2 separate regions of the Mus musculus genome follow, and region 1 is linked to region 2. Evidence: chromatin contacts called from public HiChIP or PLAC-seq data. All regions are on one chromosome and are shown on one strand. Each heading gives the region's core, a stretch centred on a gene start, on an enhancer-like site or on the middle of the called end of the contact. The rest is flanking DNA. Distances are from core to core; before and after follow the strand shown.

Region 1 (7,003 bases), core at 637-3,136, 400 kb before region 2:
GACCGGTCTTAGCAAACTCCTGTAGGAATCTAAACCTACCATTTCATCTGAGACCTATGAGCAAAGACATTACCAGAGCAAAACTATAGAAGTTTCTCTCTGCCCCTCCAGTAAATAGTTCTTCCCTGGCCAGGGATCCATCTCAACTCTCACTTCCCCTTCCATCCCAGTCCTGATGAGAAGGGAGGGTTGGGGGAACACTGAAGGGAGGAGGAGGAAAATGAAAACAGAAAAAGAGGAAGGAGCCAGGCCTGAGATCCTGCCCCTAATCTCAGCATCAAGAGATGGAAGCAGCAGATTACATAAGGAGGCCCTGTCAAAGACTAAAGATAAGAAGGGGGCAGGCTCAGATGGTTAAGAGCACCAGGTGCTTTTCCAGAGGACCTGGGGTGGGTTCCCAGCACCTATGTGGTAGCTCACAACTATCTTTAACACCAGCTTGAGGGGATCTGCTGCCCTCTTCTGGCCTCAGAGGGCATTCACATGGTGCTGATGTGCGTGGGCTAAACATCCACATGCATAAGATAAAAATAAATTTCACAAACACCTAAAATAGCCTAAGGAAGGAAGGGTCTATTTTTGCTCACAGTTTGAAAGTACAGTCCATTGTGGTAAGGAAGTCGATGGTGTCACAGCACAGAACAGCTGGTCACATTGCATCTAAGTCAGGAAGCAGAGAGAGGAGTGCCATGGCCGGGTTCAGCGTTTTTCCTCCTTATTAGTCAGTCTGGACCTGAGCCCAAAGGATGGTGCTGCTCAAATGCAGAGTGGAAGGCACCAAGTCAACCCTCTACAAAGCTGGGGTTAACTTTGAATTCACATATCACACCGTATCCTACAGGGCTCAGTAAATGTCTCTATTGCCTACAACGTTATGCCCAGAACACTTCATTATAAGTCCGTTCTGGGTCCATTCAGTGGTATGGGATAGCCTGGGAATGTTGCCACAAAGTATAACATTGTTCCTCCTCAGGAATAGTCTTCCAGATTCCAAAGGACAGATTTGCAAACAGCCTTCTGGAGTGCAGCCCCGTGTACTGCTGGGAACTGCCTTTGTCCGACTTGTTTACTTGGGAAGAACTCCTCTGGACTTTGACCCCTGCAGCTGCCTGGAAGGAGGTAACCTGGCTTTAGCCAATCCAGGGTGCGGCCCGGCCAGGAGCAAAGTAAAGCTGGTAGCCACTGCTGCCTACTAAGACACCACATGGGCACTGCCACCACAGCTTGGGGTTGGGGGAGGGCAGACTGTTCAGAGGTCTGCAGCGCTGAGGAACCCACTTGAAGAGCACCAGTCTCCTCCCCACGCTTGCCGGTGATGGAAGAGAGACAAAGTTGACTCACTTGAAGAAGAGAGGCATCTACAGTTTTCAAGGACTACGGAGGAAAACCCTTCCTCTAAGCAGCTGCCCCGTCTCACTGCTGCTGAATTCCTCCCACAGGCAGCAATGGCTTTGAGTGTCAATGGCCGGCCCGAGCCACACTGGCCTTGAAGATTCCTAAGAGCTATTTTGAGTGATTTCACTGCTCGCGGTCCTGGCAAACTTATCCATTTTCAGACAATATTTAGATTCTGAGGTAAGTGTGAACTAGATAATGACCTTTCAAGCCATGGCACGATGTTCTGTTTAAAGCTTTCGTTTCTTCCTCAGAGCAACTACAAAGTCCTCTGACCCTTCAGCATGGCCTCCTGGAGATTTCCCTAAGGTTCTGCGCACACTCCTGTGCTGCGCGTGTGCGGAGGGTGGGGGTGGGGTCGTAATGACTGAGGGCAAAATCCTCACGTGTCTTGGGTCCTGAGGAACCAAATTGAACTTCTGAGATGCATAGTACCAAGGCATGGTCTGAGGCATTTCATGCTCTCTGGATGTTTTTAAGGCTGGCCTCAAAATACATGTGAGCATAGAGCAGCCGTCCCCCAGTGAGTGTAACTAGTAGTTGGCTGGCTATGGCTGAAACAATAGGCTATCTGCAACTTTACTTTTAGGTGACTCATCAGAAAAGCTATTTTAGACAGTCTGTAGCGAGTAAGATTACATTTGTTCTAAGAGAAACAGACCTAAGGGACAAAAGGCTAATTGCAAAAGTGCTCTTTTTCAGCTCAGAGAAGCCTTGCTGTATTTTCTTGACAGCATCTTAGTTACCAGACACAACAGAAGGCATAAAAGCTGGTATCAAAAACAATGGGAAACAATCATGCCCTGACACCACCCGGCACGCACACCACTTTGCTCATCAAAAGGCAAGCTTGTTGAAGAAGCAACGGCCTTGTCCACATGCTCATCATAGAGCCTACACATGCCCTTGTGTGGGAACCTTTGTCAGGCTGCGGCTATGGTGGCCTTGTGACCTGCCAATCGGTTGTCCAACCTTCTGATCATCTGGAGTTCTCTCAGCAGTTGCTATCCCCTCTCTCTCCACCAACTCAGGGTGAAGGAGCAGGTAGAACTTTCTGGCAGGAACTTGGAGCATAGGCTGAGTCTTCTGGGGTGAGCAAGAACACAGCAGATACAAGAGATGGTGGGTGGGCTCCCACAGATCTCCAAGCAATCCCAGGAAGCATTTAGCTTATTATTCACTAAACAGTTGTTCCCTGCCTGAAGATGAGAAGTGAAATGACCCAGGATCTTCTAGAACTAAGAGCTGTCATGAGTATCCCGAGAGGAAGGAAAAGCTGAAACCATTACCCCAGACCTGCAAGGGTTTTCCTGTCTTGGGTCCCCTCACTTTCCATTGCTGAGATCACATCAGCCCCCCAAGAGGAAATATTGCTTTAGTGGCTGGCCTCTTGCCATGGCTGAGCCAGGCTAGAACATTCCCAAAGCCTTTACACAACCCTAGAGAAGAACAACTGGACATAAACAAGAAAATGCATGAAACATAAACACAACACAAGCTTGTGAACCACAGTAACAGGGCAAGACACGGGTGGAAGGAATTTTGCGTGTTATGAGTTTTTGTGAATTTATCAAGAGCCATACTTACTCTAAAAGCAATGCATCTGTATTTTGAAGCCTCTATAGTGTACCTTTTGTCTCCTCGTCACACTCTAGTATGTATGCTTTGTATACCATGAGCTGTTCATCTGAGTAATTCTGAGAAGCCTTCCTCCTACTCCTTCCTCCCTTCCCCCACCCCCACCCCTACCTCCTCCAGGATTTCTGCAGATGAGTGCATAGGTGATCAGCTCAGTCATTCAATAAATGTGGGCCTAAGTAGGAGCTGTGGCGCAAGACATTGAGTAATGAGCCATCGTATACCTGGTCTTATCAGGCTCAGTCTGATAGGAGAAACTATCAAGGGTCATTTCCTTAATACTTTATGTCATCTAAAAACTATCAGATTTGACTTAAAAAAAATCAGATTTAGCTGAGCATGGTGGAGCACGCCTTTAATCCCAGCACTCGGGAGGCAGAAGCAGGCAGATTTCTGAGTTCGAGGCCAGCCTAGTCTACAAAGTGAGTTCCAGGACAGCCAGGGCTATACAGAGAAACCCTGTCTTAAAAAACCAACCAGCCAAACAAACAAACAAAAATAAATAAATAAATAAACAGATTTATATGAAAATCCATCTAACAGGCTCGTTAATCTCTGCCAATAAAAAAAAAAAAACAAAACAAAACAACAACAAAAGATCACTATTTAAAGAATTCCCAAAATCAATGATGATAACAGAAAGAAGTGTGCGTGTGAGTGCATCTTCCTGAAGACAGCAAAGAGGAAAATCCCACTTTCTAGAACTGTCAAGACAGGTGATGTCTGTCCTCTGTGCCTGCAATCAGATGACTAAGCGCCCCTGTCAGACCCATCCAAGCTTATGACTCTTAACTCTTTACCATTATCTCTACATCTAACCTGAACTCAGAGTCTATCACCTAAGAGTATTATCTTCATTTCCCTGGGGATGCCACTTCCTCAATCTGCCTCAGCTTCCTCAAAGAAGGCAAAGATAAGACATCTGATGATGTCACAAGTAAACGTGAGCTGAAGCCTGCTGGCCAGCTCTACTCGGAAGAGCATTTCCACTTCCGGAGCAGGGCAGGGGGTACTTACGAGGAATACTACCCATTGATACGTCCTTCAGAGAACAGTCTATGCAGGAGCCAGCCTTCAATTATGGCCCATATGGCATCACTGTCCCATGAGGAAGATACTCAAATTCTTAAGGGTTGGATCTTGCTCAAGGGCCCTGTAGGTCCTCCCTGGGTTCAGGGAGTCTCACCAAGCTTATTCTACTAGATGGGGCAGACAGCCATTGAACTAACTTAAAAGACAGCAAGCACCCATGGGACCCTACAGTTTATTCTAGCACACAGCAGACCTGCTGGTACAGAACTATGTAAACATACATTTCACAGCCCCCAAATTCCTCAAGGCACTTGGCAAAGATCAACTGATACACATGCCTAGACTAATTCCAATAATGTATTCCAAAGGAAACAGCAGGTGGCAGCAGAGGGTTACAGTTTTTCACTCTTTGGCATGGCATGAGAACAGAGTGTGGGGCATAATCACATCTGAGTCACCCCACTGGCCTAGAGATGGCTCGCCACCATTTTGTCATGTGAGTAGTGTAGAGTCCTCTCCAGTGGGCTCTGTGCATTTTAAAAAGAGACTCTCCCAAAAGCCCCAGTCCAAAGCCAGAAGTTTTCCTGGTTTCTGTGAGCCGAGCAGGGCAGCGACTGCCGGCAGGATTGTCCAGATCACACCGGCTCTAGCTATGCATCTTTCATAGCCTGTGACCCAATGTCAGGGCATTTTAGTTCACGGCTTCCTCACAAAGGAGAGGCCCTCAAAGAACATGGTGAAGTAGCGGAGTGCCTGACAAGTGAGTTTCCACAGCAGTGTTTTTGCTCCATTATGTTATCCAAAGCTAGAATGTAGGGGCTGAGAAAGGGAATTAATAGAACCTAAAGCTGAGGTACCTGGCAAGTTAGAGACCTTAGAAAGTCCCATCACAACCAGCAGCTGCTGTAGCACTGGGCTCATGGGCTGACAGAGTTATGATCACTCCCCCACTTGGCCCTGTATCTTCCTTGCCTTACGTAGTACTAGTGTGCATGTTGCAGTTGGAAGGTTTGCATTATAGTGCTGTGCTGGATTTTGCAGGCCAGTCCTTTGCTGAATTGCTTTGCAGGACAAGTAAGTAAGGACTGGAGCCTGCCAGATAGCTCAGTGGATAAGACTACTTGCTACCAAACTTGAGGACTTGAGTTTAATTAATCCCTGGGAACCAAAGGATTAAAGAAGGAGAGAACCAACTTCCACCTATTGTGTTCTGACCTCTACATGCACACTGTGGCATGCAAACATGCAGCACTCACATGCGAGCAGACAGACAGACAGAGACACACACACATTCACTCACACATGAAATACAAGCATTGTGAACTGTCAGTTTATTTCATTACAAAATGGTGCTCTAGTCGGGCTCCTTAGAAACACTTGGATTTAGCTGCTCTGTTTCCATCAAAAAATAAACTGAAACACTTATCTTTTAGAGGAGGGTAGAGGGATGGAGGGGAAGATGGAGGAGGAGGGACGGATGAAGGGGAAGATGGAGGAGGGAGGGATGAAGGGGAAGATGGAGGATTTTGCTCTTTGGTAAAATGAACAAAAATTACTAAAGAAAAAAAAATTGGAAATCTGGTTCCTAAAATCCTAACAGATCTTGCAAACAGATGTACTTGTGGGTTTTCTTTCTGAAAGTTGAGTTGACAGAAAACTGAGCCTTGGCCCTTTACAAGTTACATAACTGAACTTGCAGCATCCACCACTCCTGGGAGAGCCTCCGGAAAGGTGGTGTGGCAGATGGGGACAATATTCTGTGACTTAATGTGTGACTTCAACTTCAGATGTATGAGCTGGGTTTACTTTCCGACAGAAAACATAATCTTGGGGCTGGCTGGGAGTGTGGCTCAATGCCTGCCTAGGCTGTCAGTCACCAGCAATGTGCCCTGGTGTTACCGAAGTCGTGGCACATTCTTGCCATTCCAGTACCAGGGATGTGGAGGCAGAAAGATGAGAACTGGAAGGTCGTCTTCCACTATATGGTGAGCTCAAGGCCAGTCTGTACTACACAAGATCCTGTCAAGAAAGAGAATGAGAGTGGGACAGAGGAAGGAGGGGAGGGGAAAGCAGACAGGCAATGTTACCTTATTCTGCCATCTTCAGGATGAACCGCTCAGCTTTCTTCGTGGAAAGGGTCATGTCAATTTATCAGCTAAGGACAACATTATACTAATCCTTTGAATGTAATAAACAATATCTTTTGGAGAAATACTCCAGAACTCATATCAGCATTTAATTTCCCTCTGTGTATATGTTCAACTACACAAACATGATGTTAAATCATTTAATGCAGGGAATTGACAGCACGGAGAAAACATTTGGGTGGACTGTCTGGAGTTGCCATCAGCAGCTTTAATTATGACCCACTGCTCTTGGGTTCTGAAAGAGCCAGAAAATGACATCTGTGTGCCAAAATATTCATTAGAATTCCCTTCTCGGTCATTGTTCAGAAAGAAAAGTTCCCTTCTGGCCCCCATCTTTGGTATTTTAAGAGGGATCGTTAAGATGCCAGATTTTTTTTTCAAGGATCTGTCAGAAAGCAAGATTGTGTGCATACCTTGTATTTCACATTAGGAAACATCTTGGAAGGGTCAAATGTCCCTTGCTCTCATTCTGTTACCGGGAGAAAGAATGGGTTTTGCAGCCTTGAAATTAACTGGTCTTCTCTGTCCAGGCCTCTTTTTCCAAGCTGTGCCGTCTTGAAATAACTGGGTCTTGTAAGCTTCAGAACTGGACGTTCTGGGGAGCACGTATACAGAGGAACTGCTTAGAAAAGATGGCTGTGTTACTGGGGCTCTTCGATGTTCATCTTTCCCTGAATAAAATACCTTAGAATATTGGAGTTGGGGGTGGAACGTTAGAGATGCTCAAGTCTGGCTCCTTGTATAAATTATCCGAGCTAAACCAGTTTATCCACTGCTTCAGCTTTCTGTGC
Region 2 (7,566 bases), core at 3,964-6,463:
AAATATACAGAGGCCAACCAGAGCTACATGGAAAAATAGTATCTCAAAAAAACAAAAACAGCCAGGCATGGTGGTGCACGCCTTTAATCCCAGCACTTGGGAGGCAGAGGCAGGCGGATTTCTGAGTTCGAGGCCAGCCTGGTCTACAAAGTGAGTTCCAGGACAGCCAGGGCTATACAGAGAAACCCTGTCTCGGGAAAAAAACAAAAAACTGGGTATCATAGCACATGAAGTGTTTTATCAGAATACTTGTAAAACAGAGGCAGGCAAATTTCTTCGAGTTCAAGGACAGCTTGGTCTATTATAACAAGATCTGGGCTAAACAGCAAAATTTTGTTTAAAAAAAGCAACAAAGGTAGGGAGTAGGCAGTGGGGCGGTAGTTCAGTGATTCAGTGGGCAGTGTGTCACACAAGCAGAGAACCAGAGTTCGAATCCCCTGAAATTAACATAAAGCTAGGTGTGGTCCTGTGTCTGTAATCACAGCACCCCTATATCAGAGAGATAGGAGGCAAAGGCACTCACAAGGTAGTTAGCCTAGCATAAGCAGTGAATAAAGAACAAAAAGAGCCTTACTCAAGAAGTGGAGGACAAGAACCCACAGCCAATGCAGTCCTTCACACATACACAGAACACACTCATAAAAGAGGATCAGTTTGGGCTGTGATGATGTCCAGCATGTCAGAAAACAAAAAGAATAGGTTTTATATGGTGAGAATTATACCATAATGGAAAAGAAATAATCGTTTTATGAAACATAAAACCAGAGCAAAGGTGTGGAGCCAGGAAAATGCAGACGGACAAGGGGAGGCTCTTACTGTGGCCACACACATTTCTACCTTCAAATTCCTCCCTGAATCCAAGCTCTTTGTTATTCTAGCCCAGTGGTCCTCACCCTACCTAATGCTGTGACCCTTCAATACAGTTCCTCATGTTGTGGTGACCCCCAACCATATAATTGTTTTGTTGCTACTTTATAACTGTAACTTTGCTGTTATAAATTGTAATGTAAACATCTCATATGCAGGATATCTGATATGTGACCCCAAGTGGGTCACAACCCACAGGCTGCTCTGGTTCATAGCAACAAACAAACCACAAATCCTTTCCAATATAAGGCCATATTGTATTCGCATCTGAATCCCCAGTGTCTAATATGCAGGGTTCATTTGCTCATTTGCTTAACTATTTGTAAAGGAGCCAAGTATGATGTTTTATGCCTATAATACCAGCACAGCACTTGGAGGACTGATGCAGGAGGACCGCCATGAATTCAAGGTCAAACTAGGCCTGCCTGGGCTACTTGGCTACAGAGCTTTTTTTTAAGTGGTAAGCATTCACCAGGTATCAGTCACTTTACTCAAACTAGACAGCAGTGAACTGACCATGCGGGCACAGAACGCACATTCCAGAGGCTGAACCAGATCCCTATCACTACTGCCTTAACAGAGAAGCACAGAATGCTGAGAGAATTCCAGCTCACTCTGAAAGGGTGGGGCACTACCTAAGGAAGTGACCAGAGGATGAACAAGACAGGCTCTTTCTAAAGTGAAGGCCTGACCAAGGGGGAAGCAGGAAGAGTCTTGGCAATGAAGAGGAACAGAGAAAAGGCCAAAACAGTCACACTGAAGCACAGCTCAAATGTCCACCAACTGATGAAGGTGTGAACAAAACACCGTACGTCCATGAAAGAATGGGAAGAGTGGAACTGAAGGAAGGGATTTTTTTTTAAAAAGAATGCTTGTTGCTCTTACTTCTTGCTAGGAACCCAAATTTAGCTCCCAGTCCCATGTCAGGTGGCTCATAATTGGTAACACCAAAGCCAGGGTTAATCTGATGCCCTCTGCTGGACTAAAGTACATGCATGTATAAATACAGGTGGGTGCGCGCGCACACACACACACACACACACACACCCCAATAAAACTAAAATAAATCTTTTTTTTAAAAAATGTTAAGGCAGTGGTGGCACACACCTTTAATCCCAGCACTTGAGAGGCAAAGGCATGAGGATTTCTGAGTTCGAGGCCAGCCTGGTCTACAGAGTGAGTTCCAGGACAGCCAGGGCTACACAGAGAAACCCTGTCTCGAAAAACCAAAAAAAAAAAAAAAAAAAAAAAAAGGAAACAAGAGAAACCTGCAAGGTGACAGATGTCGGATACAAAAGCTGGACACGGGATCGTTCCATTCACAATGGACAGACTAGTGCTTGCCTAGAGCTGTGGGGGAAGATACTATGAATGCTACTTGAGTGAGATTTTCGTTTTGGAAGGGAGTACCCAAAACATTCTAAAATTGGTTATGGTGATGGTTATACAAAACCAGCCATACTAAAAACCACCAAAATGCAAGGTTAAATAGGCAAATTGCATGGAATGTGAATTTTCTGCCAACAACCCTGCTATTTTTAAACACATCATTTCTTTAAACCACATTGCTATTGCATTTACTGACCATGGTATTTAGGAGTATAAAGTCATGGTGGCTCTCAGCATGAAAGGCCTTATTCCCTCAAAAGTGCACAGTCTCAGCAAGGCACAGATAGAGGTGAGAGCCTATGAGTCCCTAGAGAGGTGCACATAGGACAATGGGAGTGCAGGGTCATCCTGAACAACTGAGTAAATCTGAGATCAGACTGGGCTACATAAATTGTTTCAAACCATCTCCTCTCCCTCCAAAAAGAAGGGATTTATAAATACGATGAAAAGCAATTTAGCCATTGTGGTAAATTAAAACTACTTAATTTTCAGGCTGGAGAAACAGCTTAGCAGTTAAGAGCGCTGGCTGCTCTCCCAGAGGGCCTAGATTTGACTGCCAGCACCCACTTGGTGGTTCACAATCACCTATAACTCCAGTTCCAGAAGATCTGACCCTCTTCAGCTCTGCAGGGACACATACAGTATGCATACAGACATACAGGAAAAACACCCATACATATAAAATAAAATTTTAAAACTTTAAGGTTTCTTTTTTTTAACCTACTTACTTTAGAACAACATAGGTAGATGCAGTGGGAAAGAACATGGACCAGTCTGGGCTAAGGACAGATGAGAACGCTAGAGAGATGAGTTTAGCCATTAACAGAAGAGACCAAGGAACAGATGTTTATGGGGTTCAAGATGACTCTCTGGTTAAGAGCCCTTGCTACTCCTCGAGGAGACCCCAGTCCCCTCCCATCTGTGACTCCAGGTTTGGTGGAGCTGCTTCTGGCGTCCTCTGGCACTGCACGAATGTGGTGCACAAGCGTGCGTGCAGGCAGAATGCTCATGCACATAAAATAAATAATTCTTTTGAAAAGTTTTTAGCAACTTTGAAAAAGAACAGGTTTTATGTAGGTACTGTAACTACCACATGAGCAACAATCATGGCAAGAAAACATAAAAAAAGGAAAACTGCAGAAATGTGAGGCCAGAAGAGCAGAAGGGAGCTGTGAGGCCCAGAGGAAACACCACTGAGCTGAGACGCTGTGGTCTCTCTCTCTCTTTGCTCCCAAAGCACAGTTGACAACAAACCAAAGCAGATTCTGCTGGAAAGCACGGACATCCCCAACGTGAACTTGGCACGTGGCTGGCCACTGGTTTACTGGTTTTAGTCGGACAGCCCAGATGAGCCTTTAATACTCAAGGAGAAGAGTTGGCAACAGTGAGGGCCAGCAAGCCTAATGAGCCATGGATCTCATGGGAGAACGAGACTGTCTCAAAACATGCTAAGGCAGAACTCTGTGTAACTAATGAGACATAGTTTTTAAAAAGTAATATCCGAGCCAGGCAGCGGGGGCACGCCTTTAATCCCAGCACTCAGGAGGCAGAGGCAGGCAGATCTCTGTGAATTGTAGGCCAACCTGGTCTACACAGCAAATTCCAGGGCTACACAGAGAAATCTTGTCTCAGAAAAAATAATAATAACTGACCAACGTCTTCAATTATTTACCATCAAGTAATCCAAGTATAATGTTTTCAAAAAGAGGAGGAGGGTGAGAAGGAAAGAGGAAGGAAAAAGAAGGCCTTTAAAACTAACAACAACAACAAAAAAAAATCTACAAAATTAATACCCAGGCAAAATATTTGGTAAATAACAATGGACTGGCTAACCATCTGAAGTCTCAGAAAAACTGAAAGTAAATTCTGTCAGTGTGACTAACATCAGGAATGTGTATATGGCAGTAAATCCAGATGCCAAATACGAAAGCTACTTTTCAGAAAGCAGGTTTCAATGTAATGCATTTCAGGGCCCAGACTACCCAGAGTAAAACTCCCAGGCAACAGCAGCCGGTGTAGGGAAAGCAACCAGTGGACACAAAGAAACACTAAAGAGATCTTAAAGCACCTGAGACAACTGGGTGGGAGCCGAGATGGTCTGAGATTATTAGGTTTCAAAGTAACTCCAACCCTACTTTCAACCATCACATCCCTTATGTAGAAAATAATAATAAGAGTAGTAATAATAATAGTTCTGAAAAAGAGGATTTAGTCTTTAAGAAGACAGTTTAAAAAAAAAAACTGGGAGAAGTTAAATGGTTTAAGTTCAAATTCTGCTTACAGGCCAGCAAACGGGCTCGGTGAATAAAGGTGCTTGCCACCAAGCCCGAAAACTGAGCTCAATCACCAGAGCCCACAGTGGAAGAAGAGCACGTCTACACGTTGACCTCTAACCTCCACAAGCACACGTACCCTCTTCCTCTTCATACAGACAATAAACACATAAAAACGTAACTTTAAAAGTTGATCTAATCTATTTGCCCTTTATTGACTAAGCTACTTAGTCAGGCTCACCATGGGATCCGCCAAGCTGTATGAACCGGAACAGCTCCTACTCCCATGCATAAGGAACAGCAATCCTGCTCCTCTTACCACTCCTCACACTACTGGGTTTTTTCCTCCCCAACACAAACTTCAAGACAAGATGCTGATCTTTGCTGATCTGAGCCTACTACATGGAAACCCTGCGGCTTTCCTTGGATGGGGTCAGCTTCCGCTCCAGGTGGCCAGGCACACTGTCCTATCACAGCCTCACTGGCCGCGTGACAAGGCTCTGCTCCAATTCTGTTGTCTGCTGGGGAATGTTTCCTCCCCAGTTCTAGGACTTCGAAGTATCAGACTATGAGAGTGTCTTAAAACGCAAATCTAAAAATATACTCCAGCAAGGGGACACAGTCCTGTATCAGAGCACAGAATTCCAGAATATGAGGCCGGCAGACCATGCCCCGGCCACTGACTCAGCCCACGCTAATCCTGGTGCTGGAAAACAAAGCAATTTCCAGACTTCTGAGAATTCCGTGGTATGTCTCATAACATTAATAACACAAATAATTCTCCTTACTGCCTACAAGTTCTGTTTATTTTTATTTTAGAAATAGGGTCTTATGTAGCCCAGGCTGGCCTTGAAATTACTCTGTTAGCTGAGGGTGCCCTTGAATTCCTAATCCTCATATATTTACCTCACAAATGAGAGAATTATAGACATTTACAGCTACTCCCAGGTGCTAGCTATAATTTTTAAGATTATGCTTGGGCATGGTCATGCATACCCTTAATGCCAGCACTCTAAGAGGCAGAGGCAGGTCACTGTGAGTCTTGGACCAGCCTGGTCTATGTAGCAAGTTCTAGGACAGACAGGGCAATGTAGAGGGACTTTGTCTCAAAAAAACAAAAAACAAAAAAACCCATAAGGTATAGAGGGTTGGTTCAAACGTACCTTAGGGTATGCAACCTCAACCTGATGCTGCATCCCTTTAATACAGTTAGTTCCACACACTACAGTGACCCACACACACACACACCATGAAATTCTCTTGTTGCTACTTTATAACTGTAATTTTGCTACTCTTATGAACCGTGATGTAAATATTTAAGATACAGGATACCTGTTATGGGACCTCAAAGGGATCAAGACCCAAGGGTTGAAAAACCACTGCTTTAGGGTGTGTCTGTTACACCACTCCCAGAGAGGATTAACTTAGAAGAAATAGCCCATCCAGATGCGGGTGGCACCATTCCACTGGCTTTAGAATTAGGCTTAGCAAAAAGGGGAAAAGAGAGAAAATGAGCTGAGCTCTAGCAGTCATCCTTCCCTCTAATCTGCTTCCTGGTCTGCACAGATGCAAGCGAGCAGCTTCATACACCTCTGCTGCCACAGCTGCGAGCCCCTCCTACTGCTAAGCTGTAAGTCATGATGAACCATACCACAATAAACCAGGAGCCAAAGTATCTCCCCCCTTAAGTTGCTTCTTGTCAGGCATTTGCACACAGTAACAGGACAGGAGCTAGTGCTCACCTTAGGATAAGTCCACCATGCAGTTTGCTGGGTGATATCGACCCAGTAACAATAATTATCCCTTTACTATCCTGTTTGACTCCAGCACACTCACTCTCTAACAACCACTGTCCACACTGAGGAACCCTACTTTCTAGGATAGGTAAAGCATCCTGAGAGAAGACAGACACAGAGTAACACAGGCACATTTTTAATTTCAAAAAAAGGAACCAAGCTGGAGGAATCAGACAGAAAGAGAAGGCAGAGCAGAAGCCTCAGCCTCCTCTCTCCCTATCTCCTGAGGCCTCAGCGCCCAGCTTCTTGTTTGTTTGTTTGTTTGTTTTTGTTTTTCAAGATAGGGTTTCCCTGTGTTGCCCTGGCTGTTCTGAAATCCAGAGATCTACCTACCTCTCTCCGCCTCCCAGAGTTCTGGCACTAAAGTCATACACCACCGTGTCTGGCTTCATACCTGGCTTCTTAATGTGCTCACCAACACACCAACAAGGGCTGCCCTGGCCCCACTTGATGCACAAAACCAAAAAAAAAAAAAAAAAAAGCTGTGGGTAAAAGGGTTAGCAGCATACCTTTTCCAAAATGAACTTGTTTAAATATGGCATGTAGCCCTGATTGGAGACAGGCCCCTCATCGTCATCCCTAAAGTGCTCCTCAAGGGCAACCGGGTCATGTGGAACCTTCAGCACCGTGCACAGGTTATGGGAAAGGACCTAAGAGGAGGGAAAAACAACACTGTAAAGACACCCGCTTACCACCACGTAACACCTTACCCACGTGAACAACAAGCTGCCCCTGCTCTAAGTAAAAAATGAGAAGAATCTACCAAACATGGGGTATGGCTCAAGTCTTTTCATTCCTTTTTCCAAGATCTGTTTCACCTGCTCACCATGAGTCAGACCCCATGAAGGTCTGAGAACAAATACTTCTTGACGGTTCTTATTAAGTAGTCCACATTATGGAGGAAAGGGGAGCAGGCACAATAGAATGCATTTAAAATTAAACTCTTCCCCTCGTCAACCTGCTTGGCCATGAGAATTTGTTTACAGAAACTAACAAATGCTGTAAAGCGTTTTGGAGAAGGTATCTGACCTAGACAAGACACAGCTGCCCTGGACTCAACATTTCCCATGTATTAGAAAGAACCATATTAACATAGCCTTTGGGAAGCTCCAGCAGAAGACTGTGAGTCTGGAGTCAAACGGGGCAACGAGTTTCAGGCCAGACTGGCATATCCCTAGTCTCAAAACCAAAAAGGATAAATATTCACAGACACAGAAGAAAAAGACGGCTAGCTAGAGATG

The links. HiChIP or PLAC-seq counts read pairs in DNA pulled down with a chosen protein or histone mark.
Region 1: a contact with region 2 is called in a CTCF HiChIP or PLAC-seq map of the NIH/3T3 cell line, with 5 read pairs. The contact joins two enhancer-like sites. A contact is called at or near these places in 1 of 39 promoter capture datasets (the SN4741 cell line), 1 of 15 datasets of contacts at CTCF or cohesin (the NIH/3T3 cell line) and 6 of 115 datasets of contacts at active chromatin or transcription factors (craniofacial prominence, differentiating embryonic stem cells, embryonic basal ganglia and 3 more).

What each region holds. Positions count from the first base shown.
Region 1 is chr7:110,643,019-110,650,021 of GRCm38.p6, reverse strand. No RefSeq gene overlaps it. Among named protein-coding and RNA genes, the nearest start is that of Gm28863, 16 kb to the right of the region's middle. Within about 2 kb of position 1,886, at least 77 of the 459 cell types and tissues checked have an H3K27ac peak or open chromatin away from gene starts, as enhancers often do. A contact at or near this core is called in the NIH/3T3 cell line, where this site is marked.
Region 2 is chr7:110,242,793-110,250,358 of GRCm38.p6, reverse strand. Swap70 (SWA-70 protein) reads right to left here. Exons shown (of 12, transcript NM_009302.3): 2 at 6,835-6,975. Among named protein-coding and RNA genes, the nearest start is that of Swap70, 25 kb to the right of the region's middle. Within about 2 kb of position 5,213, at least 29 of the 459 cell types and tissues checked have an H3K27ac peak or open chromatin away from gene starts, as enhancers often do. A contact at or near this core is called in the NIH/3T3 cell line, where this site is marked.